Regions from separate parts of the Anas platyrhynchos genome. Here region 2 is linked to region 1. The links are chromatin contacts, called in public Hi-C maps. All regions are on one chromosome and are shown on one strand. Each heading gives the region's core, a stretch centred on a gene start, on an enhancer-like site or on the middle of the called end of the contact. The rest is flanking DNA. Distances are from core to core; before and after follow the strand shown. Region 1 holds the start of APRT (adenine phosphoribosyltransferase). Region 2 overlaps ZC3H18 (zinc finger CCCH-type containing 18).

Region 1 (7,318 bases), core at 3,369-5,868:
TGAGGAGGGTCCCAGCTGCAGCAGAGGTGCCTGCGCGGGGTGCACCCAGCTTGGGGAGCAGGAGGGGGGCTGCCTGGTGCTGGGTGCGCTCACCTCGGCTGCTCAGAATCGCAGATTTTGGTTAAAAAGGTGGAAGAAGCAGCAGGGAGGTGCCCGTCCTTCATCCTGCTGGCTGTGATGCCCCAAGGAAGCCTCCTCCAGCACCCTGCCTGCAGCCAGCCCCGCTCCCAGCCCTGGGGGCTCACGGGGGGGGTTTAAACCCAGCACAGAGGCTGTGGGGTGAGGTGAGCTCCCGTTTGCTACTGGGACCCCAAAATCTTCCTCCTGCCTGCAAGGCACCGCTCCAAAGCCAGCAGTCGCATCAAGGGGGGGGCTCTCCATGCCCGCCCAGGCGAAGGCAGCGTCCCCACGTTCCCTGATGTCACCCCTTGGCCTCGCACACTGCCAGCCCTGGCACTGACAGGGCTCGCGCTCCCTTCCCCGGTGAGCAGCTGCTTTTCCACAGCTCTTCGGGGTGGAACCGATTTTTCCCCTCTCTGCCTCGCAGCGGGGACCCGCAGCCTCGTGCCAAGAATGCGCCCGGCTCCACGCAGGGGCTGGCTGTAAATCCCAGTGCCCTGGGGTAGGTTTCTCCCCGGGGGAACGATGTTTGATGTTCCTCAGCGCTCCCTGAGCAGCTTTTTAGGAAACGGGGATAAAAATAGCCCCAATGGGTCCTGACAGCTGGGAGCACGGGGCTGGGTGCGCTCCATCCCCGGCACAGGGAAATTATTTCCATGGAAGCCCACCAGGATCAGCCTGGGTGCCCCCCCCTGCAGCCAGAGATCAGCACCAGGTGGGGAGAAAAAAAAATACCTGGAAGGGCCAAATCCACCATTTGGGGTGACCATGGGGAGCGCACACCACAGCCTCCACTGATGGCTCAGGACTGGAGGGAGATGCTCAGGAGGGTACGGAGCTTCAGCTACTGCAAGGAGAGAGCTCTGAGACCATTTAGAAAAAATAAAAAGAAGTCGAGGTTTATTTTACCAGTGGGTTCAGCTCCTGCTGAGGCGGGGCTGCAGGCTGTGCTGCGTTCAGTGGTGCAAATTTTGGCACGCTGAGTCCTGCCTGCTCTTGGGGCTGACCCGAACCACGCGATGGGGAGCTCTGCTGAGCCCTCCTCAGTCCATCACGCTGCCTCAGCTGGTGCTTTGGCAGCTTTTCCTCCGGGGGCAGGTACGTCAGGTCACCCCGAGACAAATCATCACCTTGTGCCCACCTTCTGAGTTTCTTAGGAACCCCTTGAAAGGAGGCTGGCCACGTACGGCTCAAACAAAAGCATGTGCTGGGCCCCAAAAAGCTCTCAGCCCTGCCCTGCCTCAGCAGCAACATTTTCACTTTGGTATCCTAAAAAATAATAATAATAAAAAAAAATAATCTACCCCTTTGTGGTCTCCCTCCCTCGCCCCGGCAGTCTGTTCCCTATTTCCAGCGGGATGAACCCAAAAAAGGATCCGTGCGCTGAATACGCTTTGATCTGTGGCGTGGAAAATGACTGGGACTTACTCTCGTGGAGCATCTGGATAGAGTTCAGACCCAAACTGGAGGTTCTCCCCTGCCCACCCCCTCGTGGCATCAAGCCAGAGACAACTCCAACGCAGGAGGAGGGGGCCGGGGCTGGCAGCGAGCACCCTGCAGCCTCCGTCCGCAGCCTGAGCCTCAGTCGTACTGGAGCAGGGAGAAGAAGGGGACGGACTCGAGCTTTTCCACCCCTTTCAGGAATTTCAGCTCTATGATCACCAGGCACTCCAGGATCTCCGCCTTCAGCCTCCTCACCAGCTCGCAGGCTGCTCGCATCGTACCTGCAGGACATGGAGGGGTCAGCAGAAGGAGCAGCACCCGGGGCTAACCACAGGCAGCCCCAAAGCGCATTCCTGTGCCTCGCACAGCCCAAATTTTAGCACTCACAATGATTTAAACACCACGGGCATTGCAACAAGGGAAAGGGCAGGAGCAAAGCGTTTCGGGGTGGCAGTTTCCATGCACAACGTCTCGGTTAAATCACTCCCCGGGGGAAATCAGGGTGATCACAGGCAGACCCACACGTGGAGCTCTCGTGCGCATTCCCCGCGCCCTCCGCCCGCGTTTCGCTCACCTCCAGTCGCAAGCAAATCATCCACAATTACTACTTTCTGCCCCGGTTCCACGGCGTCGCTCTGGATTTCAAGTGCAGCCTGCAGGGTGGAAAGAGCAGCCTCATTTTAGCCTTGCCTCCCAGAGAAACACCTCCCACACGGCTGGGAACGCGGACACGTCTCCAGCCTTAGCGCTCAGCACCTACAGCCCCGAAACGCACGCTCCAAGAGTGCTGGAGCGGGGAAAAGCTGCAGGCACGTCCTTTGTCGGATGAATTTGGGGCTTGGCCCAAAGAGATCTTGTGCGTAATGGCAGCGTGGAGCTCCTGCTGCTGTTAGTTACCAGCCGTAGCGGGTTATGGGGCCTAGGGCTCTGCGATCCCAAAAGGGGTGCGGTGTTATGGGGTGAGCGCCCGGCCCCGAAGCCATGCAGTGAAGGCATTTACCCAGAGCACTTACTGGAAGAGGGGGAGCTCGATGGTCATGCCCTTGAATTCAAGCCAAAGAAAGCAATTTAGCACCGACTCTTATCCCACATCCTGCACCCCCCCCCAAAAAAAAAAACCCACAGCACGGCTCACCGACACCAACCCCGGGTGCGTGGCGTGGAGACAAAGCCCTGGGGAGCTCCCAAAATTTGTGCCATGCCCCTGGGCTCAGCACCCATCGGGGCTGGCCGGGGTATCCTCCGCCAGCCTCATCGCCCCCTCTACTCACAGCCCGCACCACAGCCTGGAAAACCCTTTTTCCCCCCTGGGTGTTACCTCGCCATACTCCAGGGTGTACGAGACGGACTCGGTCGGCCCGGGAAGCTTCCCCTTCTTTCGGATGGGCACGAAGCCCACCCCCAGCCTCTGAGCCAGAGGGGGGCCTATGAGGAAGCCGCGGGAGTCCAGACCTGGGGGGCAGAGCAGGAAGAATTCAGCAGAGCCAACACCTGAAAGCCACCGTGCGACACCGGGAGCACTTTGTCCCCATGGGGTTTGAGACGTGCACCATGGCACCGTGCTCACCCAGACGGGCTGCTGGGGAGCTGTGGGGCACGGCAGTGACACCCCCAGCAGCTCAGCAGCCCTTTTTGCCTCCCTCCCAGCTCTTTAGAGCAGCAAAGCTCAGCTCAGCCCCGCTATCAGTCCGGCCACGCACCCAGGGACTTTGCACCTCCAGGGGCAGAGCCTGGTTATCAGGAGCCACTTGGCCAGGTTTGGTTGAGGCTCCCCGAGCCCTGGGCTATCGCCCAGCCCAAGCAGCACCTTCCGGAGCACTTTTCATTCTCAGTCTCCTTAAAACGCGTGCTGCAGCGGGTTATCGCCACAAAGCCTGTTTCAGTTGGCTCGATAAAACCCTCCGAGAAGGAAAACATGATGGAAACAGGGGCCCCGTGCCCTGGGGACTGTGTGAGACCTTCCAGGCATGGCACACCGGGTTTCGGCGCTCAGTGAATGCCTCTTTGCTTATTGAGGGAAGAAATGAATTACAAAACTGGCACTGAAGCACCATCAGATGACGTCTGCCACATCCCAAACCAGTATTTCAGGAAACCACGGTACTGGGGCAAGGGTAGAGCCCCTGCTGGTGTTACCTACGCTACAGGCTGTAATTCGGATGACACCCAAGGGCTCCGATATCTCCTGGCCCCTCGGGGAGGTGTCTCCCCACACCCACCACCCGGGCAGCACCGTGCTCTGCCCCGGGGAACACCCACCTGCAATAAAGTCGATGGGGGGCAAAGACGTCCTCAGGTGATCTTCCAGCAGATCAATCAGAGCCCTGAAGGCCACGGGATCCTTCAGCAAGGGGCTGATGTCTCTGCAAAGACAGGAAGGGCGCTTAGCCAGCACCCAGAGGTGCACGTGGCGGAGCTGCTGCACCCAGGGGAAGCGTGCCCAGCAGACACGGGGGAAGAGACAGGTAGCGGGGCTGCTGCAGAGGCATCTGTGGTTTCCTGGGGAGGGACCAAAACCCCAGCCACGAAGCAAGCCCAGACCTGCCATGCTGCTGAATCACCCCTTAAGCAGCTCCTTGCTCCATCCCCAGCCCCCTTCCTCCCTCCCCAGCCCCTTATTCTCCATCCCCAGCCCCTTATTCTCCATCCCCAGCCCCTTTCCTCCATCCCCAGCCCCTTATTCTCCCTCCCCAGCTCTATTACTCCATCCCCAGGCCCTTTCCTCCATCCCCTTTTCTCCACCCCCTAGCTCTCCTGCTCCATCCCCAACCCTACTCTTCCATTCCCAGGCCCCCTGTTCCATCTCCAGCCCCTCTCCTCCAACCCCTGCCCCATCCCCAGCCCTTTATCCTCCCCCCCAACCCCTTTATCCTCCCCCCCAGCCCAGCCACGCACCGGAACAGCACTCCGGGCACGGGGAAATCGGGGAAGCAGCGCACCCCTGCGCGCACAGCCCTCAGCCTCTCCTCCATTGCCTCCCCAGCACTGCGCAGCCGCCGCCGATTGCAGGCGGTGCCCCCTCCCGGAGCCTTCCCCGGTGCGGCTGCGCCGCGATCGGGCCGGATTTCCCCGGAATCGGGCCGGGTTTTCCCCGGGGTCCCGGCCCCAGCGCCCCGCGGTGCGCCCCGGTGCGCCCCAGGGCGCGCAGCCCCTGCCCGCCGTGCCCAGGAGCCGGCGCGCAGAGACCCTCCCGAGGGGGTCCCGTGCCCAAAAGAGCCCCTGCAGCCCCTTCCCCCTGCCCGATTAGCACCTTTTTTTTGGGGGGGGGCTGGATTATTTTGCTTTTTCTGTCTCCCATGTTTTTTTAAAGCCTGTGGTTTGGGTTGGCAGTGGGGGAGATAAGCTTTGGTGGGGCAGGTCAGGGTGCTCCCCGCTCTCCGTGTTCCCCTGCACCCTGCGCTGCGGTTGGGAGCCCTAAAGGACGGTTCCACATCTCCTGGGGCAGCAGCTGGGGCTTGGATCTGCTCCAGACTCAGCTGGGCACAGCCCCTGCTGCAGCAAAGGTCCCGCAAAGGCCGAGCTGGGTGCCCGCTGCTGGGAGCTGCGTGGGGACAACTGGGCTCCACGTCCCTGGGACAGCCGTTAGGGCCCATCTGTGGTGTGTTTCCCATGGGGTGATGAGCCAGCAGCTGCCGTTTTGGAGTGATTTGGTGCAGACCCCACAGGTTGGGTGCTGAGGGCTGTGAGCGGGATAAGGGACACAACATCCTTCCCCTGCTCCATCTGGATCAGTGCCCCCAACACCCTGTGGGTCCCCCCAACACCCTGCGGGTCCCCCCAGCTCCCAGACAAGGTCTGGCACAGCAGGAGCACCCAACAGGAGGGGAAGGTGACCTGCTCCACACCTCATCTGCCACGGGCTCGGGCACATCTCACCATTTGTGGGGCACCCAATCCTGCCTGCCCCCCCTACACACCCCATCCCGTGCCAGCCTCCGGTTCTTTGCTCGCTGCAGCTGAATCCTCCGCTGCTCTTTTTCCTTCCCACTCCATCTGTAGGTGGCTGTGGGTCTCTTTGTCCTGCTGGCACGGGACACCTGCGTAAGGGATGGCTGCTGAGGAGCCCTCTGAAGGTCGGAGCAGTTCCCTCTCGCCAGGCTCTCTTGCCAGAGCCAGCCCACACAGGTCAGCGTGCCTCCTTTCCCAACCATTCCCTCCCGAAGTAAGATTTTCCCTGAAGTCAGATTATCTCTTTGGCACCAGAAGAATCCCGACAGCTGTTCCAGAGAAGCAGCCACAGATGAGGCACGCGGCCGTCCACTGGAACGGGGGCTTCGCCGCGGCCGTGCTCCCACGGACCTGGACGGGATTTTCTTGTGAGCTTCCCAAACACAACACCGGACAGCGAGCTAGGCCAGCAGCTCCTCGTCTTCCTGGCGGCTGGAAGCGATGGAATTACTCTGCCTACCCATGGAAACGAGCAAGGAGATGGGACAGGGCCCTTCTGCAGCCTCCCGGAGCACCAAGCCAGGCAGCCCTGCCTTCTGCTCGCACCCCTGGAGGAGCTGGGGGCTTCATCACGTGTTTGTTTTTTTTTCTGAGATGCAACTGAATTCATTTTTGTCACCCTCCTAGGCAGCCACCACCGTTATTAGCAGCCACCACCAGGTTTTCTAAGCGAGGTTCCCGGGCTCTGTGCTTCCTGACCCCACCAAACCAGCAGCTCTCACCAGCACGGGCTGCCGAGGGCTCCCACCGCTACCTTGGCATCCCAAAGCTGGGCGAAGGAGGAGCTGGGGGGAATCTCCAACACCTCAGTTCTGCCAGAGAGAGGATCGCTGATCTAGTGGGAGACATCCCTGGGGGTTGGCACGAGGTGATCTGTAAGGTCCCTTCCACCCCGAACCATCCCGTGAGAGGTTACACCAAGTCCTGCTTGTAAGGCTTCAGCTGCCAGGAGTGACCTCACCCGCCAGCTCGGGTTTAAAACCTCTCCTCAAACCTTTTGTCACGACTTCACCTCGTTAATCCCCCGTTTCGAAGGACTGCGCCTACCGGCACGGACTGGTTTTAACATCGGAGCTAAATGAGTTTCCCTGTAATTGTTCAACCTTTCAAACAGCAGCGCTGACTCCTACTGCAGTTTCCATCCGAAAAAAGAACTTTCCTAGAACCAATTTCCAAATGTGATGTCAAAGGACTCCAGTTCTGGAATATCACCCGGGAGGTGTCAGCATCCGCTTGCGGCTCGGGGAGGTTCAGGGCTGCTCGGTGCCTGCCAGGGAACCACAGCCTCGTAGCTGGACCCCCCCCACGGCTCCAGGGCAGGGGAAACGCCGTCCTTGCCTCTCCTGACGCAGAGATTAAAAGTGCTTTGGGATCCTGCTGGGAGAGATGGCACTGAGGTTATGAGCACAGAAACGGGGTGCGTGAAGGCTGGGGTGCTAACTCCTACCCCGGCAGTCAGCAGGGCTGTGCTGAGCACGGAAGTTTCTGTTCCGTCAGGGGGTTTTTAGAAACTTCAGCGTGAAGTGGAACAAAGTGCCCGAAATTTCAACACGCCTCGCAAGGGGAAACGGGAACTCAACTTTCCTCTCGAATCCGCTGGAACGCTTGATTTCAATTTCAGCTTGAGAAACGCATGCACTTTAAAACCCTTTTCTTTTTTTTTTTTTTTAAATCAAATTTTGAAATATCTTATTTCAACAGCCCAAGAATGCGGCTCCCCAGCCAGCTCCCCGGACCGACGCTCCAGCTCCGAGCAGCGAGCTTCGTTCCCCCAGCAGAGGCGAAGGAGCCGCCAGCCAGCTCTGCC
Region 2 (7,594 bases), core at 4,078-6,577, 74 kb before region 1:
ACAGAAGGGCTGCGGTCCCTTTTCGGAGAGCTCCTGGGTTTCTTGTTCAAGCTAGTTCACGTTGCCTTTGTAATAGGCCGTTATTAGTCCCCGGGGTGAGCGCCTTAATGAGCAGGAGAACCTGGAATCTCAAATCAATGAGCGCAGGTTACCCGGGGCTTGCAAGTTAGAAAGTGTTAGAATGAGGCTGATTAGATAAAGGAGTGGCAAAAAGAAGGGAATGCAAATGGAGTGATTCATGAGTGTGTGAGAGAGAGAGAGAGGGAGATCACGAACCGACTGAACTTGTTTCAGGGACGAATTTGTAGTTCTGGGTGTTCTGGGGTCGTTATCGCCTATCCCGATAGCTTCTGGTGGTTTCCCCCTCACCATCAGAGCCACTGGATCTGCTCTTTGAGCTCTTTTGGCAGAGATTTGGGACAAATCCGCTGTTGTTCAGGCAGATGCAGGTCTCCAGAGGGCTTCGTAGCAGCATCTCCTCCGACTGGATGTGGTGTGGGTCGGCTGGTGGATTTGGTCCTTAGGTTTTCTGGTAGAAATGTTGGCTCCTTTCTTCTTAACTCCTTTATTTGCTCACAGTTGTTGTCCTGCCACAGGCGGAAAAGCAGACTGGGCAGAGAGATGTGTGCTCTGCCTGCTTCCAGGTCAGGCGTGGATCCCAGGAACTCTCCAAATAAGTCCAAAAATCCCCGAGAAGTTACCGAAGGGAAACGGTGGCGTTTGTCAGCAGGCACAGAAGTGCTGTCCGGGCCTCCGGGCGGCTTCTTGGGGTGCAGCAAAGTAAGAGAATAAAGCGAGCAGCCCCAGGCTGTTGGGTTTCCCAGGCTGGAGGGAGGTTTGTCCTCTGCAGCGGGACCTGGGCTCCTGCTCTGCACGCTGCCACCCTGCCGTGCCTTCCTCGGCGCTGCGAGGGTTTCCCTCCTCCTCCTCCTCGCTTGCAGGACGTGTCTGTGCTGCTGCATGTGCTCCTTGGGATCGGCAGCCCCTGCGAGGTGATGCTGTGCAGGTAGGGATTGCAATAACTTGTTTACATCCCCATTTTCTGCGGCGCAGCCTCCAGCCCGAGCGATGGAGCCTGGTTAGCTCAGCTTTTATTTGTTCTCCCGGCTCGTTTGGGAAGCTGGCGATAATAAAAAAGGTTCCACAAACCAAAGCAGCAAAGCTTGTCGAAGGTCTCCACGGAGCGTTGCTGTCGCCTGGAGTTTTCGTTCGTCTTCGTGGTTCCTGAGGTTGTGCCACAGCAGAAGGAGCCGGGTTTCGTAACCCTACATCAAGATGAAGAAGGGCATCTAGTGACTCAGATGTGGATCTCAAGGAATGTGTTTTTCGTTGGCATTCGGGGGTTGGAGCTGCCGGAGAGATCCCACACGCTGGGTTTTATTAAAGCAGACGGGAGAATCGCTGCATGCGGGCACCTCCGCTGGGAGAAGGCTCTCGAGGCGTCAAATGCTCAGCCCTCGGGGCAGATCGCATCCCAGATAGGTTTATCTGCCCGCTGTGATGATTTCATACTCCAGATTGTATCTCCACTATTTAATTTCAAAGCCTCTCCCCATCAGGCTTTGAAGAAATCTTTTTTTTTTCTTTTTTTTTTTTTTTTCCTAAGCAACTGATAACCCTGCTTGAGATGGAAACACCTTGAGAGAAGCAAAACCTTTGCTCACACCTCCCCAGGACAAGTGGCCGTGCTGTAGGCATGAACACTGGATTCAGGGGTCAGGATTTCCTGTTGTAGGTGATTTTGGGGGCTGTTGTATTTTTCCGGACACGTGGCACTGGGGATAAGTGACTTTATTGTGCTGAGACAGAAAATCTGCCCGCATGCACGTGCTCTGCTGGAGCTCATTCTGCAGCAATCACAGAGCCCTCACCGTGCCTCCAACCGTTCCTCGAGTTCACTTCCTCTGGAAAATTCCACCGAGACCAAAGGAAAGCTTGTGCCGGTGCCACAACCCTCGCTTCCCTGCGAGAGACGAAAGGGCTCGAGAGCACGGCCGGACTTTCCTCTCTGAGCACATCGAGCCGGAGCTGCCGGCCAAAACAGCAGCCCCGGAGCCAGGCCGACGTCAGCGATAAGGTTTGCGTTACCCGGGGTGGCGGCGTCACCCCGGGAGGGGGAAGGAAGGAAGCACTTTTCCCTGGGAAGCCTATTTTCCGGCTGAGATTAGAAAGGCTTCGGCGTCATTTGCATAAAAGCAGGAGGAGGAAGGCTCGGCCACGCGGCTCCGCTTCCCCCTCCGAATTCCTGGCGGGCTCCTCGGTGCCGCGCCGCGCACGGGGCGGTCGGGAGCTGCTCCTCCTCGCTGCCAAAGCGGCGTTCGGCTCCAGCGCTCCGCTCGATTGCTGTAGTTGAGCCCCAGCCAACTCTGCGTTAACGTCTCCGTTCTGGAAAATAAAGCTTTTAGCTCTTTTAAGGTCAAAATGGGCGTCGGAAATAGCTGCGCTCTGCGGACCGTGCTCGTGCCCCGATGACGCACGGTGCTGCTGCTCCGGGCGCTGCAAGGAAACAGAGCTGCTACCACTCCATCCTCTCAGCCCATTTTACTCCTTCTGTAGCTCTTAAACCTGATGTCATGCAGCTAATTAGGGAGTTCGTTCTCAAAGATTTTCCTACGTGTCCTGAAAGCTGGAATTGGGTGAAAAAGGAGCCCTGGGTTCGCACGCGTGCCGTGGTCTCATGCGGCTCCTTTGCCAGCAGGTTTGCAGAGTGTGCTCGTCTGAGGCTGAGCTCGTAAAGCACAGGACCTGACCTCATGGCTCAGCACCCCAAAGCAGTAAAGGTTTCTCTTCTTCCCTCCCCTGTTAGCCTTGTGCCAGCTCCAGCAGCTGTTCAGTCCCCACCGTGGGCCACTTGGACTCGCTGACCCAGCAGGAAACCGGCTCTTGATTTTTATTTTTCCTCCCTCTTCAACCAAGGAGGTGAATTGGCTCTGAGCAGTGCCACATCCAGCACAGGACGGGAAGTGGGAATGACCCAGTCGCAAGAGTGAAAGCGAGGAGGAGGAGGAGGAAGCCTGCCCTGGGATCAAACCGTGCACAAAGCCCCCCAGCAGCACAGCACCAGGAGCCGCGATGGTGCTCGGTGTGATGCTGGGCAGCCCCCTGGGCTCGAGCCACCTCCCTGCCTGCTCTCCTCTCCTCGGTGAGCCCCGTTCCCAGCCTCTGCTTTCACCCCAACGAGTGCACCCCGTCGGTCTGCAGCACTGAACGTGATTGAAACGCCGACTGTTTGGGCTGTCACCAGGACATCACTCGGAGGCAGATGGCGAGGAGCTTGGCAGCTGCTCAGCTTTGCTTTCAATTCTGCCTCCCGACTTCCACCGGAGGAGGCGAGCCAAATGGCATTGGATGCGGGTCCCTTGTGTGAAGTTGAAGAAGTTTATTGGTGATGCTGCATGCCGGGCACGCGGGCAGCTCTTGGGGAAAGACTTGGAGAATGTCCTGACACGCGCAGCGCCTTGCTTTCGGGGCTGTAGGAAGGTGACGTGTTTGCTGCTGAGTCAAAAGGCAAAGCGTATCCAGAAAAGGAGGCTTTCTGTTGTGGTTTTCCCGGGGAAAAAAAGCTCTCCTCCAGAAAGTGACTTCACCGGGAGAGAATTGCATCAAACCAGGTAATGGGTGCGAGTAATGAGGTTTGCTCTCCGAGTCGCCTTTGCTCCAAACCTTAGAGTTAAGCGCGAGTTGTTCCCACGTGGGGTCTGAGCAGGGGCTCGGCACCCAGGCTGTGGACATGGGCAGATTTGGGCTCTTTTTGAGAGAAAGAGAGATTCTGTAGGAGGTTTTTCCTAGCTAGAACTGCTGCGGGATTCTTATCCATGCCTCGAGGTGGGAGCTGCCTCTGTGCCAGCAGAATATTCCCCCTGCATCTCCCAAAACCCCAGGAGAGGACACCGGAGAGGGACACAGCCTAGTGATACTCGCAGGCATCCTCACACAGCGCTCTCCTCCTCCTTGCTGCTGCTGTTTGTCCTGCTGCTTCTCACCAGGTGACGGGGCTGTACCTCATCTTCCCCTCTCAGCCCTGGCGAGGGCTATTCAGCCTTATCAGAGTCTAATTAGTAGGTCAGGTCTATCTCAGTGTTTGGAATCATGGTCTTCCTCCGTGATCAGGTACTCAGATGGAGCTGCAGATGTAACCTGGCCAACGAGACCAGCCCACAGCAAGCGATGCGTTACACGGCGTGCGTTGGAGCAGCTCTGGAAAGGGTGACGATGCTAAACGCTAGATCCCGGTGAATAATGCTGAGCCATAAGCCTGCTTGGGGCTCTCTTAGTCGGCAGTCAGCAATTTTGTGTGCTGCTACGTCACCCTCAGAAGCATCTTCTGGGGCTGGAGTGAGATGTGTGGGACCAGTGAGCATGAAAGAAGAGTTTCTCCCCTCCAGCGTTTTGTATGTGCAGATAAATGTGGGACAAATGGTAAAATTGATGGAATTGTATCAGGAAAGACAGGGAAAAAGCAGGACACCGTGCGTGTGCAGGTTTGGCAGGGGGTGAGAGGTGGAAGGAGTTGAACTGAGTTCAGGCAGTTTTTGGTAGCGCCAAACCAGGAGGTGGTGAGGCTCCCTAGGGACTGGTGAAGCCTTCAAAGGGAAGAAGAGGCTGCTAATGAAGGGCTTTAATTACCCCGTCGTCTGCTGAAAACGAATTGCGGCAAGAAACGTAATCCGTGGAATTATTAGAAAACTTTGGAGGTTGCTTTTTTATCTCGAAAGGTAGAGGAAGTCGTGTGGGGAGTGGTTGCTTCACGGTGCCGTGACTAATAGGGTGGGACTGGCTGAACCCGGGGCTGGAAGGTGCTGTCCCTCCCCCAAACCCTCCGAGTGAGAGGGTTCATTAGCTGGAGAAAAGGAATAAAGGCATAATTATACGGGTAATTTGATGAGCGCAATAGGCTTCATAAACCTTTAAGCAAGCATAAACTTTGCCTAAAACCTGACGAAGAAGGTTACGAGCAGGTAATTGACCAGTCATATGCAGGTTAGAGTCAGGGTGAGGAAAAAACCCACGTTAAATCATCCGTAGATAAGAGATGCGATAAAGCCCGGGCCTGAAGAAACTCATTAAGGAACTATCCCGTGCGGATGCTGAAAAGTTAGCGCTGGTTGGTTTTTTTTTTCGGAGGGTTGTGGGGCAGTGGAAACCCGGAGAATAAAAGGAATGGGTTTAAAAAAAAAAAAAAAAGGTTAAAGAAACAGGTTAAATACAGCCTGAGCCCCGAGAAGGGGAAGGAAGAAACATGGTTATCAGGAGCAGGAGAGCACGTGTCCAGCCATGATAAAATAACGCGGTGATAAAACAGCCCCCGGGAGGTAGGTGTCCCCTTCGTGTGGGTCGAAATGGCTCGGCGTGCCTTGGCCGGGGTGAGGCTCGTGACACAGCCCCACGTGGTGCCCTGATAAGGGAGCTGGAGGAAAGTGATTCAGGCTGAAGCTCTTCTCTTAGGGCCGGCTGCTTTTTTCCAGCACCTTGGCTCCGTTGGGATGGAGCTTCGGATGCACGCCCCAAGGCTGTCCTCAGCCTGCGTCTGTGCAGGATTTTCAATGCACAGGGGGGCAGATTTAGGTTGCTCCACTTCTAACCAATAGAACAATAGCTGTTCTAATACTTACCTGCCCCAAATGATGCTGTATATCCCGCAGTGGACCTTAATGAGTCCGAGTATGCAGGGTGAATTCCTGACATCTGTTCCTGTTGGCCTTATGGCATAAAAAACAACCCCAGCATCTCAACTCCTCTCTTCTTTTCCAGCCGCCAGCCTGAGCCACCAAAGAAGGAGAAGGAGGCGACCACCATTACCGCCGCGCAGTCAAAGAGGGCGGATGAGTGGAAGGACCCCTGGCGCCGGTCCAAGTCCCCCAAAAAGAAGCTCGGCCTCTCCGTCTCGCCCAGCCGCGCGCGCAGGCGCCGAAAAACCTCCGCTTCGTCGGCGTCTGCTTCGGGCTCTTCAAGGTGAGTGATAGTGAAGAACACGTCACATCCAGGTCTTGTAGGGCATCAGGAACGTGGTGTGCCTCTTTCTTGTGAGCAGGTGGTGTAAGAAGTGGAGCAGGTCCTTGGAAAAATAATTATTAAGGGAAATTAGACTTAGATGTAGGTCCACGTAGCTCGTCTAGATGAGAACTGAGCTTTATAGGAGCAGAAGGAGGTGGAAGCTGTAGGAATTGGAGCGTCTTCGTTCCAGGAGTGCTAGAGAGAGGAGGGGAGCCTGCTCCAGGAAGAGCGTGCTGCTGCTGGGGGAGAACTGGGGTCAAGGAGGCTCGCCAGGAGCCCTAGAGTGCTGCAGGGGGGCTCAGAAATCAGAGCACGGGAGATAAAATCCACTGTTCAGAAGGAAGCGCCACGAATCCAGGAGAATGGAGTTGCAGCCTAGTCTAGTGGAAGGTTTTCCCTGTCCTTGACGGGGTTGGATCTTAAAGATCCCTTTCAACCCAAATCGTTCTATGATTCTGTGATAAGCTGGACCCATTTCCTGTAAACGTTTGAACTTGAAGCTCCTGCAAAGAGGAAAAAATGTATCAGAGAGGAATGAGGAACACGGCGAATTGAAGATACGGATCTTATAAAGCAAAGCCCTCCTGAAGCAGATAGCTTTTCTCACTGGACTCGCTGCACCTTTCATTTCCCTCTTTTCTCCTACACGTGTGACCCAGCTGAGCAGGAGGATTGTCCAGTGAAAAGCCATAAAATTGTATGGAAGGAGGTCTCAAAAAGGGATGGAAAGTCATTAGCTAAAGGGAAGGAAGCCTGTTCAAGTACACAAAGGGCTCCAGCAGCAACAGAATTATTTCTAAAAGAAAAGGTGGGGTGGGGACTGAGGGAAGACTGCAGTCCTGGCAGTCCTTTGTGGAGAGGGTGGGCAGCTTTCGGAGCAGCATCTGAGAATTTGGGAAGAGCGTTCCTCGGTCTCCCAGGACTTTTTGAGAGGCACTGAACTTCAATACTTCTTTTGCAGGTCCTCTTCTCGGTCGTCCAGCTATTCGGGGTCAGGTTCCTCCCGATCTCGTTCCAGATCATCGTCTTACAGCTCTTACTCTAGCCGCTCCTCACGACACAGCTCTTTCTCAGGCAGCAGGTCCAGGTAATGGCTCTGTGCAGGTAACGGTACGCTGTGTCCCAAACACTTCCTAACACCTACTTTTGGTGCTACTTAAAAGCAAATAGCCAGCTCTCAAGAGAAAATATTTGAAATTCTTTCCTGTGTGAGCTAAATAGGATAGACTGCAAGGCAGGGTGTTGTTTCGGTCGCTGAATGAAGGAGATGTCAGCCACCCCAGCTCTCCCACCCACGTGTACCCTGCTGCTGTGGCTGGGCTGTTTCCCATCCTTGTGCTAAAGGAGCAGTTACTGAGCGTAACGTTTCCATCATTTGCATTTGGTGGTTGGAAGAAGCTGTTGGCATCTCTTGTCTATAGCACTGGGATTTCTGTTTAAAGAGGCAAATCGCATTTCTTTATTAAAGCAGTCCATGCAGTTTTGTCTTGTGATAGTCTTGACACTTCAAAGTAACAATCCTGTGTCCCATGCTGATTAAACGCAGGCATGTTTATAACTCTGCCACTTCCTTGCCCCTGCAGACAGTTTCCCAAGTCTG

Evidence for each region. Hi-C and Micro-C count contacts between places; a contact is called where the count stands out from the background.
Region 2: a contact with region 1 is called in a Hi-C map of skeletal muscle, with 2.4 times the contacts expected there. The contact joins the enhancer-like site here to the promoter of APRT in region 1. A contact is called at or near these places in 3 of 8 Hi-C or Micro-C datasets (liver, skeletal muscle and subcutaneous adipose tissue).

Annotation. Positions count from the first base shown.
Region 1 is chr12:1,773,616-1,780,933 of IASCAAS_PekinDuck_T2T, reverse strand. It overlaps APRT (adenine phosphoribosyltransferase), which reads right to left and starts at 4,618. Exons shown (of 5, transcript XM_027465727.3): 1 at 4,459-4,618; 2 at 3,823-3,926; 3 at 2,882-3,015; 4 at 2,138-2,216; 5 at 993-1,844. The coding sequence starts at 4,535. The coding sequence ends at 1,702.
Region 2 is chr12:1,847,769-1,855,362 of IASCAAS_PekinDuck_T2T, reverse strand. It overlaps ZC3H18 (zinc finger CCCH-type containing 18), which reads left to right. Exons shown (of 20, transcript XM_072043655.1): 11 at 5,752-5,952; 12 at 6,956-7,081. Among named protein-coding and RNA genes, the nearest start is that of IL17C, 18 kb to the right of the region's middle. Within about 2 kb of position 5,327, at least 2 of the 8 cell types and tissues checked have an H3K27ac peak or open chromatin away from gene starts, as enhancers often do.